Linked DNA regions of Mus musculus: all the other regions are linked to region 2. A link is a contact called in public ChIA-PET and Hi-C data. All regions are on one chromosome and are shown on one strand. The core of a region is the stretch at or near the end of the contact, and the rest is flanking DNA. Distances in the headings are between cores, read along the strand shown.

Region 1 (3,331 bases), core at 566-3,065, 790 kb before region 2:
GAGGCATGCATTCCCTTGTTCTTCCTGCCTCGCATCCACCTTAGTTTATTAGGTGAGGCAAGGAGCAAGCAAGTTACAGCCTCAGTTTCTCTACATGTAGATCATGCTCTACAAGCACCAGATTTCATTTAATTTAGTGTTTGGAGAAAGAGGTCTTGCTACATAGCCCAGGCTGACTTTGAGCTGGCTATTTCCTTGCCCCAGCTCCTCCAAGTGCTGTGCTACCATGTCTGTCTAGGTTCTGGGTCTTTCTGCACTGTGGTATATCTTCTACCCCTATGATGGTACTCAGCACTTAGTATACAAGAAAGGTTAGCTGAGGGTTCAAAGTCATCTTCTGATGTCCAGCAAGTTCAAAGCCTGGGCTACACAAGACCTTGCCTCAAAAACAAAGGTTTGCTGGAAAGATACTATCTATGACGAATACCCCAGACCTCTTAGCTTAGGCGAGGGCTGTAAACACACGCTACTTGGAAGTCCTTGGCTGGGTGTGGAGGAGCCAAGACAAGCCAGCCCCCAAGCTGAGCAAGAGCTGGCACAGACCTGGGAGATCAAATGGCTATTTTCCCTGAGCATCCCTGAAAGCCCATCCAGGCTTCCAAGCTAGTGACAAGAGCCCAAGGTATTCAAAAAGCACTGTGGGGCTGGTGACACAGTTCAGTTGCTAGAGTTTATCCTAGGTCCACATACACTAGGCATAGTGGGCTGCACACCTATACCCCAACACTCTGAATGTATTCAGGAGCATCAAAAGTTTAGGATCAGCGCTTGGAGACATAGCTCTGCGGTTAAGACTTTGAATTACTCTTACAAGAAGACCCAGGGACTGTTCCCGGCATCCATGTCAGCTTACAACAGCCTTTAATTCCAATCCCAGAAGAGTGCATGGATACCCTCTTTTAGCCTCCTTAGGCACTGGAATTCAACGTGTATATATTCAAACAAGAATACCATAGTTCGAAATAAAAATCAATTTCCAAAAACAACAATAGTCAATCACATATCAAATCTAAGGCTCACTTGGGCTACACATGACCCAGCACATCTTTAGTTCTAGCACTTGGGAGGCAGATGAAGGTGGGTCTTTTTGAGTTCAAGGCCTGCCTGCATAATGAGACCCTTACTTGATGAAGAAATAATATTTTTTAAAGAGCTCAGATGGTGCCGGGCAGTGGTGGCGCACGCCTTTAATCCCAGCACTCGGTAGGCAGAGGCAGGCGGATTTGTGAGTTTGAGGCCAGCCTGGTCTACAAAGTGAGTTCCAGGACAGCCAGGGCCACACAGAGAAACCCTGTCTCGAAAAACCAAAAAATAAAAAATAAAAAAAGAGCTCAGATGGCTGCTGCTTCTTTCTTTCTTTCTTTCTTTCTTTCTTTCTTTCTTTCTTTCAAACCTCTTTTGCAGGTTAAACCCAGGGTCTCACACAGCAAGTCACCATCCCTAGCCTTCTTTTTCACTTCTTATATTGACAGGGTCTAAGTTGCTAAAGTTCAGGGCTTGAACTTGCTATCCTCCTGCCTCAGCTTCCTTAGCTGCAGTGATGACAGACCTGCACCACCAGGCTAGGCTGACAGTTTTAATTATGATAGTATAGTGGAAAAGAAAAGGTAGAAGCCCCGTGTTCTTGCTGTGGACAAGGCCAGATATTGGAGAACTGCCTTGCCCGAAGGGCCTGACATCATCTTGTCCTCTGAACCCTCCTCCAGCCTTTTTCCGCACATTTCTGCATATGCCTTAGCTCTTATCAGAGCCCTGAGCCTTTCAGAAACTCAGCTCACTACAGCCCAGCTCCTACCCTGGAGAACCTCGTCAGCGCCATCTGTCTACAGACGGTGTCAATAGCATCCGCTTAATAGCCTAGGTGGGCTTCAGTCTTGCTCTGTAGCCTAGGGCGGACCTGGAACTCTCCTGACCCCCCAGCCTCCACCTTCCGGGATTACAGCTTTAACCACCACGCCTGGATGGTGCTGTGAAAACCAGGGCTTCTTAGATAGTAGATTAAGTACCAACTGCACCACATCTCCAGTTCTATTTTTCAGTGTGTGTATGTTTCTCTCCTTCCAACACGTGGTTTCTGGAGATAAATTTCAGATCAAGTTTTGGTGGCAAGCGCCATTATTCACTGAGCCACCTCGTCAGCCCCTCTTCCACCTCCCCACCTCCGGATTTTAAATAAATGGCTTCCTCCACTGAAAGTAGAAACACTTCCCCGCGGCTCCTGTCAGGCAATGGAAGCTTCAAACTTTGCGCCCCAATTGTTTCATTATCCGAGAAACTGATGGCACACGATTGGTGCATTTTTTCTTTTGCATATAACACTTCAACAACCAAAGCCTGACTCCCGTCCTGAAACACTCCTGCCTTTCCAGGTTGCTTTAAATAAGGGTGAGAAGAGAAAGTTTTTACGAGACTTCCAAGGGCCCGGGTCTTGGTGGCCAGGAGGAGGAAGAGAAGGGGATTCCTTCGTAGTCTCTGTCCTCTAGCTATACCCTTCCACTGTGGCCATAAGGTACCCCTTCTGAGGACAGCCAAGACCGGAGCGCTGTAATCCGGCAGCAAAATCAGGCAGCGATTAGCCCAGCCCGGCCTGGGGTCCTCAGCACCGCAAGTGCGAGGGGCGGAGTCTGGCCTTTGATTGGCCGCATGTGGGGGCGTGGCCACAGCTCCGCCCCACCTCTACCCCCCACACACAAGATAAAATAGGCTTCGCGCCCTGGTGCTCGAAATTATTCGTGTAGTGGGTGTGGCTTATGTTTGTTTACACGCTTCTATTGGCTGCATTTGAATCGGCCCGAGCGGGTGGGCTTCGGAGGCGTGGCCTCGGAGGGCGGGGCCGGCGGCTGACAGCTCTTAGAGTACCGAAACGCTAATGAGGGGATTTTGGATCTGAAGAATCCTTTTGGGGTTTCTGTCAGCTTCCTTAATAAAGGCCAGTCAAGAAACTGAGGCGCACGTTTTTGTAAACATTCCTAAAACAAAATAAAACAAAAACCATGACTATGTTTTAAAAAGCAGATGCAACCTAGCTGGCCAACAATGAAAAACTCTGAAATCAGCTATGATCCTGGCCCACAGTGGGACAGGAAGTCACTGCAATAAACAAGGAAACCGCAAAGTGACACAACAGCTTTTGCAACCACTCAGGGAGAAGGGGAGTTCTGTAAATGCCAAAAGTATGGATGAAAATGGACACGAATCATTTGCTGATGAATTGCACAGAATAACTTACAAAATGGAAATGAATGGACAGGAGTTGGGTGGATCCTAGCTCATTTTGTAACTGTTTTTGTTTGTTTTAGCTTGGTTTGGTTTTTAGAGGCAGGGTTTCTCT
Region 2 (3,478 bases), core at 844-3,343:
TCTTTATTTGGGTCCCACCTTATGCCCTCGGTTCCCCTTTCAGGTTCCTGTTCATAAGCCCCTTCCTTTTTGCCCCAACTTGTATGTGAAAAAAATTGTCTCAATAAACCCTTTGGAGTAAGATAGGTTTTCCAGGCCATCTGTCAAGGGGATGGTGGACAGTAGGGGAAGGCCACTCCCTCTGCCTTGGTTGAGTGGAGTCTGGAGAGAGGGATATATGGTAGATTGGGGGTCTGTGGTCGACTGGGATGGGGAACGAGGTGACATGTGTGGGGGGGGTGGAAATGGAAGCACATGGCCACATCTCCATGATCCTCCCCTTCCTGTCCCTCAACTTGTGCTCCCCCGCGCAGTGAGCTAGGGAGCAGATGCTGGGATGGAGCAGTGAACATTTAGTTGAAGACCCCTTGCCTGCTCAGGGGCTGAGAACAAAAGCCCCTTTCCTGCCCCATGCCCACTCTTGGACTGGCAGACAGCAGGAAGGTAGGCCCACCAGACCCAGGCAGAGGGCAGGATGTGCAGAGCAGTACAGAGTTCCCTCCCCTTACCCACGTTTAATGTCGGCTGGTGGGAGTTAGGCCTTCATTGCCACAGTGGGGAAGGACTGGAGTCCCATCATACAGAGCAGGGTATGAGCCACTCTGACATTCCAAACAGCAGGCACAGCATGTTCCACAACCCCCGCCTTCTAGACCTGCCCCAGGGTCACGGGGTAAAGGGGGCCGTGAGTCCCAGAAGCAGGCAGTCAAACATGCTGGGGACATGCCTGTCTAGAAGGTACATGTAGGCATGTGGTTTTTAGGGGACACTCATTAGCCAGGCTGTGAGCTCCACGTGGCCTTGCCTCCCCCTGTCCCTCTTTGCAACTTCCCCAGGTGGTAGTTTGGGTTTTCACTCCAGCCTCAGACTTCCTTCCCCAGCCTCTGCCCCCGGATGTGGTGACAGCCAGCACTGTACCCACCTCAGCTGCCCCCAGCAGCGCTGAACCAGTAAGGGGGGGCCCTTGTGGACAAGTTGCTGCTCTCTTAAAGCTCCAGCTACCTGGATGTGAAAACTAATTGGTAGCCACTGCCTGACTACTGGAGTAAAAGTCAGAACGGCTCTTGATGGAGTTAGAGTTGACTACACAGACTCACAGGCTCTCAGTTGATGTTAGCTTTTTAGATTTCCTGTTATTGCACTACTGTTTATTTCAGAGAAGGGTGGAGGTCAGGACAACCCACAGTAGCTCAGCTGGTTCTCCTTTGACTATGTGAGTGTACAGGATTGAACTCAGGCCAGTGAGCTTGGCTTCAAATGCCTTTCCCCACCTGGCCATCTCACCAGCCACATGTTGGATGATTCCGTTAACACACCCACCCAGACACCCCTGGATGTTTTCAGTGCCTTCCCTTTCCTCTGCAAAATCAAAGGCAGCCACATCAACTCAACTTTAGCAGTGTCCAGGCACCACCTGTATTTCGGCCTCATGACAGAAAAACTAAGGCTCACAGTGGAGAAGTCACACAGCCAGAAAGATGTCGGCACTTGGTCTCACAGGAGGTCTATCAAGTGGTGGTGTCCTTTGTCATGCCACCTTGGTTGGAGGGACAGGCTTTGTACCCTCAACTCTCTGGAGAGAAACCTGAAATTAAGCTCTCTTGTGCATCCTAAGGCCTCCTCGACTTCCCACCTTATATACTGGGCTTTTGAGCTGGGGACGCGCGCTTTTGTGTGTGTGTGTGTGTGTGTGTGTGTGTGTGTGTGTGTGTGTGTGTGTGTGTGTGTGTGTGTGTTGGGGGCAGGTTGAGTAGCAGAAACTGTAAAGCCACCGGACTTGACAACGATTTCCGACCCTTTCCCTGCGGTGGGCGCCGGATGCGTGCCAGTCTGACAGCTCACTCCTTCAATGACAAAGCGCCTGCCCCTCTCGCGTGCCGCGGTGAACTGCGGCGAAAAGTCAACTTTCCAGGCTGGACTGTGCAGAGGAAACGCTGACCCTTCCGCCCTCCTACCCCCAGCCACCAAATTCCCCCCAACTCCCTGGTGCGGGGTCCCGCCTTCCCCTTCCGTCCCAGTAAGGCCCGCCCTGTGATGTCACGGTGCCCTGCTTTGATTGGCCAGCTGTGCCATCGCTCCTGAGACTTCCTTCTGGGCCGCCGCTGCCGACTTAAACTTTGAAGGGGGAAAAATAGAGCTACCCGCGCTGTGCGACCCTCCCTTGTCCCCGACCCGCCCCGCCTTCGGTAACGCTCCCTCCTCCGCCGCCCCTGATCCAACTTTCCTCCGACTTTCACGACCTGTGAGAGTCTCTTCTTTCAGCCCTGGCCCTGGCAACCCCTCCTCATCCCCGAGCCAGTCGGGTTCCTACGATCCACTAGATCCCTGGTCAGACTCCCGTTTTCTACCCCCAAGGCAGAGCATCTTCAGGCCTGCCCTGACTTTGGTCCTGCCGTCAAACCCACCGGATCCTGGCATTCCCTCTGCTTTGCTCTCAGCCTTCTTTCTCCAGGGGCCTTGGATCGCAGTGTCTTTTGATTCCAGGGACCCTGCCCTACCCGACTTTCTTTCCTGGTTTCTTCCAACCTTCCAATCTCTGGGTACCCTTCCCCAAACCACTGTTTTTCTTTCTGAACTCTGCTCTCTTGACTCCCGGCGTGTGACCCACTAGATGCCTTTTCTCTCATTGCCCAGGATCCCGCCATCCTCGCGTCTCTCAACCTGACAGATTTCTCTCTCAAATGCCTGCGTTCTTACCACCACCGCAAGAGAGCTCTCGGATCTAGGTCCCAGGGTCCTTGGTGAGCTTTGGGCGGCAGATCTGGATCTGGCCCCCATGGCCGCCGCCCCCTCCCATCCCGCAGGACTCCCCGGCTCTCCGGGGCCCGGGTCTCCTCCGCCCCCCGGTGGCTTGGATCTCCAGTCGCCGCCACCTCTGCTGCCTCAGATCCCGGCTCCGGGTTCGGGGGTCTCCTTCCATATCCAGATCGGATTGACCCGAGAGTTCGTGCTGTTGCCGGCTGCCTCAGAGTTGGCTCATGTGAAGCAACTAGCCTGTTCTATCGTGGACCAGAAGGTGAGGGCATAGGGGGCTCTCATGATAAAGGAGGAGGCTTTGGAGGTGGCCTGAGATTGTTGGGAGGCCAGAGAGGGGCCTAGGTGACAGACGAGGAGGGGCACTACACCCTAGTCGTGTCCTCACTCCACCACCGGTTTCAGAGAGGCCCGGATAGGGGTGGGGTGCCCAGAGGCCTCCCCAAATTGCCTGTCGCTGCTTGTTGTTTTCTGCAGCGAGCAGGGAGGAAGGGAGGGGCCTACCAGGTGTGGAGTTGGGAGGAAGGGGCAAGTGGGAGCAGCTGATCAGGAAGAGCTCTTCTGATGGGCCCATCCTGGGCCTCCGGTCTTTGGAAACAGTAGAAATTGAAGCCATACTGGCCATGGTGATCGGGTGACATGTGTGAGTGGGTGTGTGGACAAGCTGCCAGGGGCAAGCAAGGTC
Region 3 (3,267 bases), core at 188-2,687, 510 kb before region 2:
GAAATCCGCCTGCCTCTGCCTCCCAAGTGTTGGGATTCATGCGCCACCACTGCTGGGCTCAACTTGAGTTTTAATATGAGGTCTGCTATGGCTGCTGTTTTCACTCTTCCCTCTACCACCATGGACAGAAACTCATGGGCCACAGGGATGGCTGAAGCCTATAAAGCCTGCCAGACAGTGAGCGACTAGAAGGATACAAAGGAGGGAGGGAGGAGGAAAACCTGATCTGCGGGACTTTCACACTCTCCCTCGAACTGCTCCCAAGTACTTTTAATAGGTGCTCAGAGCGAGGGCCTCAGATGCAGGCCTTCCTGCCAGCTGGCTGTAGTGTGCTAAGCAGAGGGAGTGGAGGGATGAAGGGACAGGGCAGAGGGTGAACATGGGGCAAAAGGTAAAGTGATTCTCAAGCAAGTTGGGGTACGAGATTCCAAACACACCCAGCAACCAAGAATGTAGAGTGCTCTGGCTGTCTGGGGTAAACAGAAACAAGATGCTGAGCAACAGCTGTACCCAGCAGGCAGGAAGGAGGGGGCAGCATTAAGACAGGGATGTGTAGAGAAGCCACCATCAACAATGGTTCCAGGCCACCTGCCCCAGCCTCCACTCTCCAACCTCACCTCCCCCCAGGGCAAACAGTGCCATGCGAGTCTCTGGAGTGGTGCTATTAGGGCAACATCTGCAGAGCCTCTAGGTTCTCCTGTTTCTCCAGCCCTTGCTGTCTAGAGTGTAGAAGTGGGGAGACTTGGGCAAATGAGTTTAGACCAGAGAGCAAATCAGCAAAGGAGACAAAAAGATGGTAAAGCTACAGGATTCAAGGAGACCCCAAGTCAAAGCAGCAAGAACCAGTATCTCCACACACTGCCCTCCTCAGTCTGAACGTGAAGAGACGTGGAAGTCAGCCAGCCAGCCATGTCTCTGTCCACAAGAGACATGACTACAGACACTTCTGCAGAAGAGCTGTCGTGTGGCTCATGTTTGCATTCCCAGCACTCAGGAGGCCAAGAGTCAGCCTGAGTTGTCGAATAAGATCCTATCTCAAAAGACAAAAACAAAACAAAACAAAACAAAAACCAAACAAAATTAAAGTTTCTGAATTTAGGAGCCTTGGGCATGCTAAACAAACACTAGCACTGAGCTACACCCTAGCCCTGCATAAGACAAACTTAAGAAAGTTGGGCAAATATTTAAGTCTCCAAAGGAAATAAAATCTACTTCAAAGTTTGCCATAGTTTTAGCAAACCAGGGGACGGGGCGGGGAAGGAAAAAAAAAGTTTTAGTAAACCAAATATTCTAGAAGAGTTACATAGTTCCTAGACCTAGTCTTCTTTTAAGTCGTTAACTGTCATAACAGGAGGTCACAGGTCACTGTAGAGCCACTCATGTGGCTGCTGGTAGATCACGCGTCCTATAGACACTGAACTTAACCCTCCTCTACACATACTCACAGCATGCAGAATAAACAGGGTGCCCTGACACCACTCTGACGGATGTCGGTTAGGGTCATAGCTGTTGGATCTCTTTTCTATGTTTTCCTCTTAGATGGAAACCTGCTCACACGACTGGTAGAGCAGACAAAGTGGCAACTATAGGCAGCATCCAAGACCACTAGCTGGCTGGCCCATGATGGCCTGAGTACAGGGCCAGGGCATGCAAGGTTGAGGGGCTAGAGAGCAAGCAGGTCTGCCACCCCTTGGCTCTGTGAGTGTGCGGGCAGGGCCTTGAGGTCAGCCGTCAGCTCCACATGATGACTTTACCTTCACAATTTCCTGTGCCAAGATCCCTCCAACCACAGCACATACTGGGGCCATCTCAGAGAAGCAGTACCTAGAAGACAAACAAGAAAAACATAGCACCAGGGCACAGGAAGGTAGAGGGGTGGGGACCAGCCAGGGGCTGTCCTGGATAAAAGTCCTAGTCAGAGCCCAGTGCTAGAGCTGGTATCCAGGCGTGAAAATTAAATTTGACCCCAGGGGCTCTTAAGTGGGTGGGGAAGACCTTTAACTTTGCAAAGCATGAATTCCTTCACATGATTCTTTTTCTTTTTTTTAAGTTCAAGGAAACACTATATCTGTGCTTCCTAAAAATAAGGTCCTACAAACACCAGATGTGTGAGTGGCCCCAGCACATTCTCGCAATTCTCCTCTCGGCACACGGGCAGTGGGTTCTTCTGTATGCTATTCCCAGAACCATGGGCGAGCAGGCTGTGTTACGTGCTAGAATAAATAAAGTAAACATGGGTACAGCACAAAGTCTGCACGACCCTCATCGGCTAGAGTGCTCAGAGGAAAATCTCAGGAGAGCCCAACTGGCCTCCTCCAATCACCCTCCTGGGGTCCAAAACACAGAAGGAGCACTTTAGAGGAGCAAAGTGGGACATCAGGCCGCCATGATCCTCTCACACAGGCACATATGCCTTTTAGACATCTTTATTATTTTTTATTAATTAATTTTTTTACACTCCATATTTTATCCTCCCACCCCGATCCATCCTTGTCTTCTAGACATTTTTAAAGGTGTGTCACCTATACACATAATAACATAAACCCAATTACCAACATCTATTTTTTGATCTGGTAAACCAATGGTTGCTGTTTAAACTGTTTTTGTGGAACCACACATCAACCATCCATCTTGGTACTGAGCTTCGAATGTCTCTTAAAATGACACGTGTATGTCAATGCTAAAATACACTGCAGACAGGACTGCTGCATTTTAGACATGGCACATAGAACATAACAAAGTAAACCCCAATGACCAGGTGTGGTATCACTGTTCCTTCTATCACAAAACCAAAGAGAAAATAGAGTATGCAGTTCAAGCTGGTGCTGTCCTGAGTCCTCCTCCTTCAGCCTCTGGAGGGCTAGAGATACAAAGTGAGGACCATTCCCACTGCTAGCTTGTGTTGCTTGTTTTGTGTTTTGCCGGGGGAACTTAAGGTGCTCTACCACCCTGTCACATTTTATTGGCCCTCTTTTTACTTTTTGAGACAGGATCTCACTAAGGTGTTCAACTTGACCTTATAATCTTTCTGCCTTTACCTCCTGAGCAGCTTACATCACAGGATGCACTGCCACATCCAGCTATTTAACCAAACCAACCAACCAAACAACCAACCAACCAAAAGCTACTCACACACCCACATCCTACATGTTAACATTCCATAGTACTTTGGTTTTTTTTTGCCTCCTTAAAAAGTTTGAGGCTAGCCAGGCGTGGTGGCGCACGCCTTTAATCCCAGCACTCGGGAGGCAGAGGCAGGCGGATTTC

What was found. Hi-C and Micro-C count contacts between places; a contact is called where the count stands out from the background. ChIA-PET counts read pairs in DNA pulled down with a chosen protein or histone mark.
Region 1: a contact with region 2 is called in a Hi-C map of regulatory T cells, with 5 times the contacts expected there. The contact joins the enhancer-like site here to the promoter of Prkd2 in region 2. A contact is called at or near these places in 4 of 484 Hi-C or Micro-C datasets (B cells, CD4 T cells and regulatory T cells), 5 of 115 datasets of contacts at active chromatin or transcription factors (bone marrow-derived dendritic cells, embryonic stem cells, memory CD8 T cells and 2 more) and 2 of 9 other capture datasets (adipose tissue and liver).
Region 3: a contact with region 2 is called in an RNA polymerase II ChIA-PET map of memory CD8 T cells, with 16 read pairs. The contact joins the enhancer-like site here to the promoter of Prkd2 in region 2. A contact is called at or near these places in 3 of 115 datasets of contacts at active chromatin or transcription factors (memory CD8 T cells, regulatory T cell precursor and thymic regulatory T cells) and 1 of 9 other capture datasets (pancreatic islet).

What each region holds. Positions count from the first base shown.
Region 1 is chr7:16,050,251-16,053,581 of GRCm38.p6, forward strand. No RefSeq gene overlaps it. Among named protein-coding and RNA genes, the nearest start is that of Gm32059, 5.7 kb to the left of the region's middle. Within about 2 kb of position 1,816, at least 341 of the 459 cell types and tissues checked have an H3K27ac peak or open chromatin away from gene starts, as enhancers often do. A contact at or near this core is called in B cells, adipose tissue, bone marrow-derived dendritic cells and 5 more, where this site is marked.
Region 2 is chr7:16,840,809-16,844,286 of GRCm38.p6, forward strand. Prkd2 (protein kinase D2) reads left to right here and starts at 2,094. Exons shown (of 19, transcript NM_001252458.1): 1 at 2,094-2,225; 2 at 2,674-3,055. The coding sequence starts at 2,816. Strn4 (striatin, calmodulin binding protein 4) reads left to right here. Exons shown (of 18, transcript NM_133789.3): 18 at 1-123.
Region 3 is chr7:16,328,859-16,332,125 of GRCm38.p6, forward strand. Sae1 (SUMO1 activating enzyme subunit 1) reads right to left here. Exons shown (of 9, transcript NM_019748.3): 8 at 1,755-1,824. Among named protein-coding and RNA genes, the nearest start is that of Bbc3, 21 kb to the left of the region's middle. Within about 2 kb of position 1,438, at least 16 of the 459 cell types and tissues checked have an H3K27ac peak or open chromatin away from gene starts, as enhancers often do. A contact at or near this core is called in memory CD8 T cells, where this site is marked.